Linked DNA regions of Mus musculus: all the other regions are linked to region 2. Evidence: chromatin contacts called from public Hi-C and HiChIP or PLAC-seq data. All regions are on one chromosome and are shown on one strand. Each heading gives the region's core, a stretch centred on a gene start, on an enhancer-like site or on the middle of the called end of the contact. The rest is flanking DNA. Distances are from core to core; before and after follow the strand shown.

Region 1 (3,330 bases), core at 210-2,709, 270 kb before region 2:
GGTGACCTTCGGTGAACGGGGGTGGGGGGTGGGGGTGGGGGGTGGTCCTGACATTTCTCATTGCTTTGACAAAATGTCTGAGAAGAGCAACTTAAGGAAGGAGTTCTAGTTTCATTTCTGTTGCTGTAATAAAATATCCCGATAGAAGGCAACATCTGGGAGAAAGGGTTTATTCAGTTAACAGTTCCCGACTGCAGTCCATCCCTGTGGGGATGCCAAGACAGGAACTCAGCAGCTGTTCACTCCATAGTGCTGAGCAGAAAGGAAATAAATGCATCCTTGCTTGCTTGCTTCTTTCTTACACTCTTCAGGTCCCAGTTGTCTAGGGCAGTGGCTCTCGACCTGAGGGGCCCAACTCCTTTGGGAGTTGCATATCAGATATTTATATATTGATTCATAACAGCAGCAAAATTACAGATATGAAGTAGCAACGAAATAATTTTATAGTTGGGGATCACCACAACATGTATTAAAGAGTCTCAGCGTTAGGAAGGTTGAGAATCACTGCTCTAGGAAACACCGATCTTCCACAGGCAAACCCACAGGCCAGCCCAATCTAGATAATTCCTCGGCTGAAGCTCTCAGGTGATATTTGAGGTTATGTCAAAGTGACAGTGAAAACTAACCCTCACAGAAATGTTCGTTTTGACTCAGTTTGAGAATGCACGTAAGGAAAAACCATGATGGCAGGGGTGAGAGGCAGCTGGTCACACGTATGCCTAGTCGGGAAGCAGAGACATTAATGCTGGTGCCCAACTCACTTCCTCTTTTTCATTCAAATGTGGACCACAACTCATTCCACAGTTCCTCAGAGGGTCCCTCAAGTGCCAAGGTTCATTGCTCAGCCCAATCACACATGCTTTCTGGAGTTATTTTCCCTGTCTCTCACCCCAGTTCTGGGTTCTGGGTAAAATGTCTGTGCACACTCCCCTGCCTCAGACCTCTTGCCGTAGGTGAACCCAAACTAAGACGCTGCACAAGTAGAGATTTTGAAGCCAAAGGAAACCAAGGTATCCCCAGACAGAGCAGAGAGTGTGGTCGTTTTGAAAAATAGCCCCTGGGTTTATCTATGCTGAGGCCGCTGACGTCCTCCAGACCTATTTGCTGGGTAGTGGTGGCCGAGGGCCACAGGCTGAAGACAGTAGAGACTGTGGGGAATCAGGAGAAGCCAGGAGAGTCCCTTCTACTTTCAGACTTTCCCCTCCTCCATAGCCTCATGCTGGTTGCAATGTGCCTCTGATCCTCCGCAAAGATCTCCAGGATCTTTTGGGAGGTGGTGCTGTGTCGGAAATTTTCTTCTGGAATTTTCCCGGATGAACGTTCTAACACTCAGTGGCCTGGCACCCTTCGGAAGCTGGATCTATCCTCTGCAGGGAGACAGCCCCTGTTCCATGCTATGCTCGGAAGTGTTGTCTGTCAGCTGCTTCCACAGCCAGCCAGCCAGCCAGCCCCAGCAGTGTGGTAAGCAACAGCCAATGGCAGAAAAAGAGACAGAGACATAACATAGGCATGTGTCTGAAGTCAGTCAGGAAGCCCATGGTGGCCCGAGTCTGGGATGCAGAAAATAGATCTTCCAGATGAAGCCTCAGGGTAACAGGCTAAGCTGTGTGCTTCCAGAGGACAAGGAGCAAAGGGACCCACCCCTCTGCTTTCTGGACCCATGGTTACTGGCAGCACAGAGGGCAGTAAGGAGCCAGGTACCATCATAACAAGGAGGAAATGTCCCCTGGTTGGCCGGGGCCCCACTGCTAACAGCAGGTTCTGAGAAACCCTGTCCTGCTCAGAGCCTCTCAAAGCAGCTAAGGCTTAGCCACGCCTCTCCAATCCTAATTCTAAGGCCATGGGTTACAATGGGTAAGAGGCAAAGGAAGAGAGAGAGTGGATGGGCCCTGCAGGGACTGAGGACTCTAGCCCTGCCTATAGGATGGCAGAGAATGGAAGAAAAGGGATGGGGGATGGGAGATGGGGGGAGGGAGGGAGGGAGGGAGGGAATGATATAAAGATATAAAAAAGTCCTTCTGAATCAACAACATACATCATCTTCTTGAAGTTAGGGCAATAAAACTGTAAATGTTTTTATTAAAATTTAAAGTTTGAATAAACAAGAAGCAGATACATACCGATTGTAAATTTAAACCTACAGCCAGTGCTTTCGGTGTTGTTGCTTTTTAAAATTGAAACAGTGTTGCGCTGTGGAGCTCAGGTAGGCCTAGAACTCATTATATAGCCCAGGCTGGCCTCAGGCTCATGGCAATTCTCCTGCCTCAATCTCCCAAGCATTGCGATTATACGTGGGAGCCACCCTGACTAGCCAATAGGTGCCTTTAAATAGTTTTTATCACCATGATTTATTTATGGGGATGTTACATATGCCGCTGCATGATTTCAAGGACAAAGGACAAGTCTTTGGAGTCCCTTCTCTCTTTCCACCATGTGGGTCTTGAGGATCAAACTCAGATCATCAGTGTGAATGGCAAGTGACTTTACTCCTGGTATCCCCTCACTGGTCCCTGAGACATCCTTCAAATTTTTTTTCTTTCAAAACTATTTTAATTACATGTATGAGTATGTCTGACCACATAAGCATAGATTGGCTCCATGGCGGCCAGAGGCATCAGGCCCCCCTGTGCAGCTGGAGTTACAGATAGTTGTTAGTGACCCGGTGTGGGTGTTGAGGACTCAATCCAGGTCCCCTGCAAGAGCAGCAAGTGCCCTTAATTAACCGAGTTATCTTTCTAGCCCCTAATCGGTGCTTTTCAGGACAATTCTAAGATGCTCGGCTCTAAGGCCTCTGGGTTCTGTGTAAGCGTTTCTCTGCTACAGAAAACTTCAGCACAATTCGTGAAGCACCAGATCAGGCCAAGGATGTGCCGGAGGCATTAAACTAGATCTTAAAAGAAAACTGAGTCACCATCTGTAGCTACCCCAGACCCTCACCCCAGTCGTAGCCACCCCCAGCCCCTCACCCCAGGGGTGGTGTAAGTACCCTCCCATGGCCAAGTTCCATTACCCCATGGGTTATTGCTGAATCCAGGGTGTAAGAAAGAGATGTTCACAAGTGGCCCTCCTAGGCTAGCATGAGCCTCAAGGATCCCACTGATGCCAACCAAACTCCTTTGCATACTAATGACAGAGGCCCATAAAGAAAAGATCACCCAAGGTAACAGCAGGGAATGGAGGGCAAAGACCACCCTGACAAAATGCTCCATTCTTTGTCCCAAATTATTGCTTATTGCTATTTGCCCTGCTCAAGAATACGTGCAGTTGATGCTGACCCAGAACCTTCCTTTTATATTTTAAAGTGTGTGTGTGTGTGTATGCATATGTATG
Region 2 (3,198 bases), core at 340-2,839:
GTGTGAGTATATGAGGTGATTTGAGTGTATTTGCTGTGTATGTATGTAGAGTATATTGTAAAGTGTGTATGATATGTATATTGCATGCATGTGTAATGTGAAGGGTGCGTGGGCTCTGCATGTGTGCATGTATGTGTATATACATGTGTATATGTGGGGTGTGTAATGTCAGGTATATGTGTGGCGTGTGATGTTCATATGAAGTATGACTTATTCATCTATCTGTGTAGGGCATATGTGCATGCACGTGGGATGTGTGTATGGTGTAAGTGTTTTACATGTGACTGAGGAAGTGGGTGTAGGCCCAGTCCCGGTTCTGGAGACTGTGGTTTTCAAATTGTTCCTTGAAATTCACCAGGTGTAAAATGAATTCAGTAGAATTGACTGGTACAAAAAAGGAAGAAAGCAGGCTGGAGAGATGGCTCAGGGGTTAAGAGCACTGGCTGCTTTTCCAGAGGTCCTGAGTTCAATTCCCAGCAACCACATGGTGGCTCACAACCATCGGTAGTGGGATCTGATGCCCTCTTCTGGTGTGTCTGAAGATAGTGACAGTGTGTTCATATACGTACAGTAAATACATAAGTCTTTATAAAAAATTAGAAGAAAGCAACACAATGGCGCTGGGAATAAGAAGTAACAGAATGCATGGCAGTGAGAAGTATACAAAGTTTATCCTGGAAAACTTTTGTCTTAAATGTATCTGTATATTTTTGACTACACATGTATTTGCTCAAATGCACACATATGATGTGGCCTATGGTGTGAACTATGTCACTTCCTGTGGTCTGGGTGACAAAGTTGAAAAACACAGCCCTAGATACTAAAAAGATCAAGGCCCTAGCCTCACATGGAAAATTTTAGTTCTGCGGGGGGGGGGGAGGGGGGAGACTGTTTGTCTTTCTTTGTGTGCACACATATTTTTGATGGCTATAAAACCATGATATGTATAGGAAGTGTGTGATCTATTGATGTAGGGTACATGTGCCTGCATGTGGGATGTGTGTATTGTGCATGTGTGCATGGGACTGAGGAAGCAGGTGCAGGCCTGTTATGGTCCTGGAAACCCATGTTTTTCAAACTCTTAGTTATAGTTCATTGGGTGGGAAACAACAGGCTTGGCCTGGTTTCTGAGTACATGAGGTATAACTGTTGGGTCAGGTCCTGTTCTCAGCCTCTGACACTACTGAGACTTAGCAGTTTATCTCTGTGTCTAAGGTAGGGTCTCACTTTCTCCTCTAGGTTCCCTTCCCTGTCCCTAGATTTTATTAGTCTGGTGAAGTTTGTGGATCCTTTCTCATAAAATGTTGTTGAAGGCAAAAAAAATTATTCAAAGCAAGCCAATTCTATAAAGATAGTTATCCATATGTTATCCAGTGTCCTTGACTCGAGGGGTCATGTCTGGATGAATCTGCAGCAAGCTGAAGTAACCTGAGGTGCACATGGCTTTTATATGGCCCACTTATCTATTACACACCCCAACCTTACAGCACAGCACCCTGTCGAGTGTAGGGTGTGTCCTGGCTGATACAGTCATGGCTTGCTGCCACACCACTGCTATGCACGAAGGCAAAATGCAAACAGGAAGCATGGCCTCTACAGAAAGCACAGTGCTTCCACACTGTGGTCAAGTGGACCAGTGCACGTCCATGATGCTCTGCAGGGCATGTACAGTCGCTTGTCAGTATCCAAGGGGGATTAGTCTTCACAACCCCACAGGTACTGAAAATCACACTTGCTCAAGACTCCAAAGTGCTTAGTGCTTGTATGTGAACTATGAAGTTCTCCCATAGCCTTGAACTCAACCCCAACAACTTATAACATCCAGGATAGTGTGAGTGGGTATAAGTAGTTTTATTTTTTATTATTTAGGAAATGATGACAAACATGGTTATACACACACACACACACACACACACACACACACACACACACATATATATATATTTTTCAGCAGAGGCATAATTGGTTGATTGGGACTCTTAGGATCCAGAGAGGTGACTGTTCAGTAACAAAATACTGAACATAACAAAATTGGTCTAACAAAATAACAAAAATTGGTCTAATGAACCTCAGGTGTGCCACCTTCACGGGTTGTCACAGCCCATGTATGTGACGTGGCTCCTGCGTATTTTCTCATTTTCACACTGTTCTGTAAGTCAGGGAGTGGGGCAAGCAGGTTGGTCTCTCTGTTCTGGGTCTCCCAGGGTGGCATAAAGTGTGTGTGTGTGTGTGTGTGTAGTCCACCTGGGCCCCTGCTGGAGGATCTTATGGGAGAACTTGCTCACAGTGTCGGGTGTGTGGTTGGTACAAGTCAATTCCGACAGGCTATAGTGGGGAGGACCCTGTTTAGTCAAAGAGGTTGTGCATTCCTTGGCCCAAGGCTATTCCACGCCAGCGCTGTGTGTAAAGTCCTGGGTCTAACCCTCTGCCTCCAACTTCTCCTCTTAGCTGCTGCTGCTGCTTCTGCTTCTGCTTCTTCTTCTTCTTCTTCTTCTTCTTCTTCTTCTTCTTCTTCTTCTTCTTCTTCTTCTTCTTCCTCCTCCTCCTCCTCCTCTTCCTCCTCCTCCTCCTCCCCCTCCCCCTCCCCCTCCCCCTCCTCCTTCTCCTCCTCCTTGGCTTATGTGATTAGGATTAATTTAATTAATTTAAATAACTTACTTTGTGGTGCTGGTTAAGGTTTTCGATGCTTCCAGAATGTCTCCCGGTTAGGACCTTCAGGGTAAGTTCCCTGGCCCAGCAGCATCAGCAGCATCTGGGAACTTGTCAGAAGTGCAGATTCACGGGTACATCCAGACCAGCTGTGGCCTGGCAACTCCTGTCGTAACAAGTCCTCCAGGCGGCTCCACAGGCATTAGATCCATGCCTCTAAGAACAGAGCCCGAGATTGGAGCTGGGGGCCTCTCCTTCAAGTCAGCCAAACACAGGTGCCCAAGTCCCCTGGGGATTAATTTCTTCCAGGCGGACAAGGAATGACAGACAATTCAGTGTCTTGACAGGACCTGAAAACGGTTTTATTGATTGGCAAACAGGATGAGCCCTGACCTCTTTTTCATCAAGGTTCTTTACCGCCATCTAGTGGTGAGATTCAGCATCAGCGCTTGATCAGGGCACCATCCCTGAAGCAAAACAAAACACAGGACATTTACACCCCCCCCCCCTCTCTCTCTCTCTCTCTCTCTCTCTCTCTCTCTCTCTCTC
Region 3 (3,254 bases), core at 216-2,715, 330 kb before region 2:
GGCCTTGGAGCATCCAGGGATTGAGATCACCGGATGGGGATGGGAACCTCTCCTGGATACACAGGGAGCCTAGAGGGATTTCTTTGATGGGTGGAGGCAGGCCTAGGGGAGGAGAGTCACCCTTAAGCCACGAGGGCCTGGTCTGCCACTTGTGCAGCTGAGGCAGAAGAATAAATGTGCAACTGGAAATGCGTTCCTTCCTACAAGACACTTAGAAGTAGCTTTTGGAATTCCCTTGCTCTTTCTTCCCTCCCTCTAGGTCCTAGGCTTGCTTTACCTGCAATGGTCTTTTCATTTCTTGTCTACCCAGAAAACACATCCTTCAGGACTCAGCTTGAGTTACCTCGGGGCTTCTTTGGTGCCACGCCCACCCAGGCATAATTAAATGCATCCCTCCTGTGTTTTCAAGAGTAGGAAGCTTCAGCTACTTGCAGCACTTGCGGTTCTGCATATACTTAATAACTCATACATTCTTTTATCATGGCACCTCGGGATTGTTGGTAGGTGTTTGGACCTCTCATCTCGTGGCGGATACTCGGTGTAACCTTCCCGCTGGGACCCTCATTGCTTCTCTATGAAGCGTCTGCGTTTTACAGATGAGGACATACACGGGTGCTCAGATCCACTGCACTCTGGTTCTAAAGTCCACGCTGTTTCTCCTGTGAACTCTCGGAGGAAAGAAAGGAGATCTGGGTTCTACCCTCTCAGTGTCCCCAGATACTGAGAGGGTCCTGACAAGCGATCACCTAAATGCTGCACGAAATAAAAGAGCATTCCATAGCACTGATATGCAGAGGTTCGTTAAACCATTTCCCACGAGTTGCTTTATTCCCGGATATTCTCTCTTTCTTGGACTGGATTATTTCCTTTGGGTCAGTTCCTGGGAGTGGAACGTCTGGATCTGAGATGTGGCGCTTCCTCGATTCGCCACGTCATCTTCCGCCTTTGCAGAGCCCCGCCGAGCGAAGAGTGAAACGTTCCGGGCAGCCCTGAGAGCCTGGTTCTCACCTCGACCTTGACGCAGTTGTCCCGCAGGTGCCATTGTGCACCCAGGGCCCCCGCTGCATCCTGAGCCGCTGGGTTAGATCGCGACCGGGCCTGCGGGGTCCACTCCCCCACCCCATTCCACCACCCCCAGCTGCCTCGCTGGCAGCTGGATTCGGCCTGGGGGCGGGGACCAGACCTGGCATCTTCGCCAGGCGTCCGCAAAGCTCTGCTTCCTTATTTGGAGGGACGGGAAGTGGGGAGACAGAACGGAGGACAGGGCCTGGGAAGGAAAATACAGGGCAGAAGGAAGCGAAGAGATCACAGCATCTTAGGGGTGTGTACAGGTGTGTGTGTGTGTGTGTGTGTGTGTGTGTGTGTGTGTGTGTGTGTGTGTGAGTGTGTGTGTGTGAAGTCCCTTCTGCGCGCTCCTCCAGGACTGGAACGTGGCAGCTCTCCACCCTCCTGTAGTCATCCCTAAATCCTTAGCTCACCGCGGGGAGGGGCCCGGGCTGGAATCCCTCTAGCTGAGCAGGGCCGCTCCTGTGGCCAGATTGCGGTGATGGGGAGGCTCAAGGATACTGGCTCCACTTAACCTCCATGCCTGGACCTCCTCTAGCAGTCTGGTCTTTGTATTCCACTTTCAGCTTCTCTGGGGAGTTCCTCTCTGTTGTAAATTCCCAAAGGACAAATATACCCACAAAGGCAGGGGACATCTGTATAAACGACCAGCAAGATCCCCAGGGAAGCAAAGCTGACCAGTCTAAAAGGTGTTTAAACTAGCTGATAATTTTTAACGTACAATTAAGGGTGCCCAATTAAATTTGACTTTAAGATGGGCAATAAATTACGTTTTATCATAAATTTATTGTATGAAATATTTGATGAAAGAGTGTCTGAAATAATGCATGGCAGACAATAAAAATTATTCGTCGTTTAAAATACAAATCGAACCAGGCACTGGGCATTTTTATTTGCTAAATCTGTCAGTGCTAATTCCTTCGTTCCTTGCATTTAAACTCTTGGAATTTGGTATTCTTCCCTCTCCAGGTCTCCTCCCCTAACCAGCTTCCTTCCTTTTTGCTTTTTGGTGAAGACGTGGTTTCTCTGATACTGTCTTTTAATTTCCCTCCTTCTCTGGTTTTATTTACTTTAGCTAACTCACCCTGGGTCTCAATTTAAAAGTCTTTGATGCTACCGTTAGGGCTGGGGTTGAGGCAGCATAAGCTTTAGGGGGTGGGGGGGATTTCTTAAGGACACTGGAAGGAAATTAAACCTCCGAAAATATGCTTGATGCCTCTACGCACCGCCTCTCCTTTCTTTCTAAGGAAAATGTGGGTTGAGCTCAGTTTGTGTCACGGGAGCACAAACAGCTGAATTAAAGCCAAAAGAATTCATTCCTCAAGCCTCCACCAGCTGCAGCCCCGGCCGGCCGGCAGACAAATGTGTTTGTCTCTAGCTCCATGGGTGTTTTTCTCAGGGTTTCCATCCACAGCTGAACTTGTGCAGGGGGACCTTGAACCTGTAGGCTCAGAGGGACTTGAGGGATCTGAGAGATCAGGAAGAGCAGGGTTTCCCACACAGCGAGGCATGTGGCCGTCGTTTAGCAGTCCCCAGCACAGGTTGGCCCAGTCTCACAATGTAAGCTCACAGGAATTGTGACTAAAAACAAACAAAAAGCACCCCCCACACACACCCCCACAAAGCTTTCCCAAATGACTCTAGCCTGAGACCCTGGATACCAGATAGACCAGGGCTTCTGGCTTAGGGGTGGCAGCTGAGCATCCAACTCCCTTCTGGTTGCTAGGGGCAGCTCTAGTGTGCTACCCGTCTGTCTGTTTCTTCTTTGCAGCATCTTCTCTCCTCCACCCTACCCCAGCAGGACCAGCTCCATAAATCACTCTTCAATGGCCCCTCTCTCTCTCCTGTCTTCTTCTCTACTTCTTCTTGGGACACCTCCCTCATCACATACTGCCCTTGAGACCTGCTCCCTCAGCCTGTCGTGGAGACACCTTAGTGTGATGGGTCTGTTATTCTTACTCATAGGCTGCTGTCTGGTTTACCACATGAATTCTTGATGTAAAAGCTGCCAGGGACGGCAGAAGACCCCAGTGTTTGGATTTCTGAGGCTTGGACATTACAAGTGATTGTGGCACAGGGCCTTGTATTAGTGTTTCCAAGCCTAGCTTCTTCAGCTCTGCACTGGGGTTACCTGTCTCAAAAAAAAGAAAAAGAAAATGAAAGAAAGAAAGGAAGGAAGAAAGAAACAA
Region 4 (3,348 bases), core at 729-3,228, 390 kb before region 2:
TTTGCTTTTTGAGTCAGGATCTTACTGTGTAGACTACTCTTCTAAAAATAAATTTAAGGGCTGGAGAGAGGAATTGCCCAGTGGTTAGAGCACTGACTGCTCTTATTAGAGGTCCTGAGTTCAAGTCCCAGCAACCACGTGGTGGCTCACAACCATCTGTAATGGGATCTGATGCCCTTTTCTGGGTACTCACATACATAAAATAAATAAATCAATCTTTTTAAAAATTTAAATTATTTTTATTTTATGTATATGGACGTTTTGCCTGTATTTATATCAGTGTACCGCACGCATGCCTGGTGCCTATGGAGACCAGAAGAGAGCATTGGGTCCTCTGTACTGAGGTTATAAGCAGTTGTGAAATCCTGTGGGGTGTTCGTTCCTGCCACCTCTCCAGCCCCATTTCATTTACTCTTGTTTGTGTAGTTCCCAGGTGGAAGGCAGATCTTGTCTCACAAGCAGATAAAGCATTTTCTTCTGGTTTCTTTCAAGATTGTTTTCCTGTGGTTTGGGTATAATATTTCTGTGTGTTTTTTTTTAAAGTTCCTGAGCTTCCTGGATCTGGACTTTTTGGTGGAGAAATTCTTATTTATTATTATTTAAGATGGTTTGTTTGTTCTTGCTCTGCTGATAGCCCTGTGCACACATTATACAGCGTATGTCGCAGAGCCATAGACCTTCTATAGTTTGTTCCATATGTGTCTTTGGCACACACATACCTGCACTCCCTCCCCCTGGCCCCATCCCCCCTCCCCCCAGGCCTACTTTCCCTCTTTTCTTTCAAGTTTGGGAGGTTTCTATTGTCTCACATAGCTCAGGCTGGTCTTGAACTCAGTTGTAGCTGCCCTGGCGTTATAGGTATGCACCACCACGCCTGGCTGCCTCAGCCATGTCCTGTCTACTAATGTGGTGTCAAAGCCATTGCTCATTTCTGTTAAAACATTTATTTTATTTTTATTATTTTAAACATGTGTGCCCACGAGCACTATGGGCATGTGAGTGTCCATGCAAGTCAGAGGCTTTGGGTTCCCTTGGAGCTGGAGTTACGGGCAGTTGTAAGTTGTCTGAAATGGGTGCTGAGAGCTGAAGCTGGGTCCTCTGCAAGAACAGTCAGTATGTGCTCTTAAACCACTGAGCCATCTCTGCAGCCTCCTTACAGTGTTGCTGTCGTTGTTTATAAGTGTCTGTTTGCTTAGAGTATTTATCTAACATCTACCTTTTCCACTCAAGTCCTTATCTCACTAATCATATAGTGAAATATATCATATTAATCATGTGTGTGTGTCTGTGTGTGCGCGCGTGTGCTTGCGCGCTTGTGCATCTGTGTTTGAGAAGGGGTCTCTCTGTGTGGCCTCTGTGTAGCCAAGGCTGATCTCTAGTTCTCTGTTCTCTCAGTTTCCCTCGTGCGGAGATCACAGAGGTGCATCACCATGCCCAGTTGCACAAGGTTTTTTTTAAAGCCCTGGTCTGATCATTGCAACCTCCCTGCCCTATCAGATTCAGACGCTCGCTTTGGTCTTGTCATGCTTTTTACCTTTCAGCCTTGTAGGGTTTGTGGAAGTCAGGCATGGCGTAGCAGGTAAAAGGAACTGCAGTGGAAGACCTCTAACAGCACTGTGCTTCAGTGTGGGGGTAGAGGAAGATTCCGAATTCCCACGATTGCTCTCCGATCCTTACGGCGAGCCTGTGCCCCAGGCTGTGAATCCACGAGCCGGTTTCATCTTTCTCCTCTCATTTAGAGGAGCAGGACGGCTGCAGGAGGCTGCGGCTGGGATTTCCCTCAGCCTGGGTCAGCTCAACCTGGGTTCTGATTAGACTCTGGCAGACTAGGTTGTGGTAAAACGGTTTCTCTTGGAGGCAGACTTGGTTCAAAAGGACAGAGTGCTCTGGCGTATTTCACAGCCACAGAGCTTCCCATGCTACACGCCTACGCATGCACAAACACCAGTCATTACTGTGAGGACACCGTAACCTTAGAGCCACCAAGCGTGGGTGTGACCATCCTAGCCCTGATCGCTGAGCCATCCCTCTGACCTGTCCACGCTGTGCCCCAGCACACTGACAACGACTTTCGGGTGTCCTACCCTTATGCTGCTTGCTGTGGAAGCTTCTGCTGGTGGCTCTCACAGCACTGGGTCACACAGAGTCATCTATGTATCACTCTGCCTGTTGTTTTATTATTTTGTTTTGCATTTTTCCAGTGGTGCTGGGGAGTAAGGGCAGGGCTTTGCTCATGTTAGGCAGGCGCTGCACTCCTGAGCCACATTCCTAGCCTTGTCTCTTCTGTGTGGAGGGCGGTTTGCTTTGTGACCTCAGTTCTGTGACTTATTTGGGAAGGATGGGTTGTGTTCATTTTATTCCATCTTACTTAGTAAGCTGGAACAAGGATGTTCACACTGGTTGCTGAGAATTGAACTCAGGACCTCTGGAAGAGCAGCCAGTGCTCTTAACCACTGAGCCATCATCTCTCCAGCCCCCTCGTTCTTTTTTTAAGTTGTTGTTTTATGTATTGGCACAAGGGAACTGCTTGCTAAGCAACTCTGGGGAGGGAGTGGCTCAGTGGTGAAGCACTTGCTTTGATTGTTTGAAGCTCCAGGACTACACACACTGCACACACTCTCACATGCATATATATACACTCTCACATGCACACACACACACACACACACACACACACACACACACACATACTCTCTCATATGTACACACATATACATACACACACACACTCGCATGCACACCTACACATACATTCTCTCTTACATGCTTACATACTCTCTTATGCACACACACACACACACACACACTCTGTCTTATATGTACACACACTCTCTCACATGCACATATACACTCTCATGTACACACACGAACTCTCTCTTACATATACACACTTTCACATGCATATCTACACATACATACTCTCACATGAGTACATACTCTCTCTCTTATGCAAACACACTCTACATGTGCACACACACTCTCACATATATACACTCTCACATGCACACACACTCTTAAATACACACACTCTGTCACATGTACACACATTCTCTTATGCATACATACTCTACACACACTCTCACATACATACACTCTACGTGCACACACACTCTCTCACATGTACACACACTCTTATGCACACACACTTTCACATGTACACACATTCTTTTATGCCCACACACTCTACATGTACACACACATTCTCACATGTGCACACATACATACTCTCACACATGCACAACACTTTTATGCGCACATATGCTCATGTGCACATGTACATGTGTGCACACAGAGACACAGACACAGGCACATACAGACACACAGACACAGACACACACAGACACACAC

Evidence for each region. A called contact is a pair of places that touch in the nucleus more often than the background predicts. HiChIP or PLAC-seq counts read pairs in DNA pulled down with a chosen protein or histone mark.
Region 1: a Hi-C map of B cells shows a contact between it and region 2, with 1.9 times the contacts expected there. The contact joins two enhancer-like sites. A contact is called at or near these places in 1 of 15 datasets of contacts at CTCF or cohesin (large pre-B cells), 4 of 484 Hi-C or Micro-C datasets (B cells, the G1E-ER4 cell line, embryonic stem cells and 1 more) and 1 of 115 datasets of contacts at active chromatin or transcription factors (large pre-B cells).
Region 3: an H3K4me3 HiChIP or PLAC-seq map of bone marrow-derived macrophages shows a contact between it and region 2, with 5 times the contacts expected there. The contact joins two enhancer-like sites. A contact is called at or near these places in 2 of 484 Hi-C or Micro-C datasets (natural killer cells and uterus), 11 of 115 datasets of contacts at active chromatin or transcription factors (bone marrow-derived macrophages, craniofacial prominence, embryonic stem cells and 6 more) and 1 of 9 other capture datasets (embryonic stem cells).
Region 4: a Hi-C map of B cells shows a contact between it and region 2, with 2.3 times the contacts expected there. The contact joins two enhancer-like sites. A contact is called at or near these places in 7 of 15 datasets of contacts at CTCF or cohesin (CD8 T cells, the G1E-ER4 cell line, the NIH/3T3 cell line and 4 more), 132 of 484 Hi-C or Micro-C datasets (the 4T1 cell line, the AML12 cell line, B cells and 71 more), 25 of 115 datasets of contacts at active chromatin or transcription factors (the 230-238 cell line, the HPC-7 cell line, bone marrow-derived dendritic cells and 18 more) and 2 of 9 other capture datasets (bone marrow-derived macrophages and embryonic stem cells).

Annotation. Positions count from the first base shown.
Region 1 is chr2:144,110,265-144,113,594 of GRCm38.p6, reverse strand. All of the region lies in intron 2 of Banf2os (a long non-coding RNA gene), which reads left to right. Among named protein-coding and RNA genes, the nearest start is that of Gm5535, 77 kb to the left of the region's middle. Within about 2 kb of position 1,459, at least 31 of the 459 cell types and tissues checked have an H3K27ac peak or open chromatin away from gene starts, as enhancers often do. A contact at or near this core is called in B cells, where this site is marked.
Region 2 is chr2:143,837,247-143,840,444 of GRCm38.p6, reverse strand. The region is part of intron 5 of Bfsp1 (beaded filament structural protein 1, in lens-CP94); the gene reads left to right. Among named protein-coding and RNA genes, the nearest start is that of Bfsp1, 24 kb to the left of the region's middle. Within about 2 kb of position 1,589, at least 92 of the 459 cell types and tissues checked have an H3K27ac peak or open chromatin away from gene starts, as enhancers often do. A contact at or near this core is called in B cells, CD8 T cells, CD8 central memory T cells and 8 more, where this site is marked.
Region 3 is chr2:144,163,417-144,166,670 of GRCm38.p6, reverse strand. All of the region lies in intron 2 of Banf2os (a long non-coding RNA gene), which reads left to right. Among named protein-coding and RNA genes, the nearest start is that of Gm5535, 24 kb to the left of the region's middle. Within about 2 kb of position 1,465, at least 378 of the 459 cell types and tissues checked have an H3K27ac peak or open chromatin away from gene starts, as enhancers often do. A contact at or near this core is called in bone marrow-derived macrophages, memory CD8 T cells and pancreatic cancer cells, where this site is marked.
Region 4 is chr2:144,223,126-144,226,473 of GRCm38.p6, reverse strand. No RefSeq gene overlaps it. Among named protein-coding and RNA genes, the nearest start is that of Banf2os, 17 kb to the right of the region's middle. Within about 2 kb of position 1,978, at least 83 of the 459 cell types and tissues checked have an H3K27ac peak or open chromatin away from gene starts, as enhancers often do. A contact at or near this core is called in B cells, CD8 T cells, CD8 central memory T cells and 6 more, where this site is marked.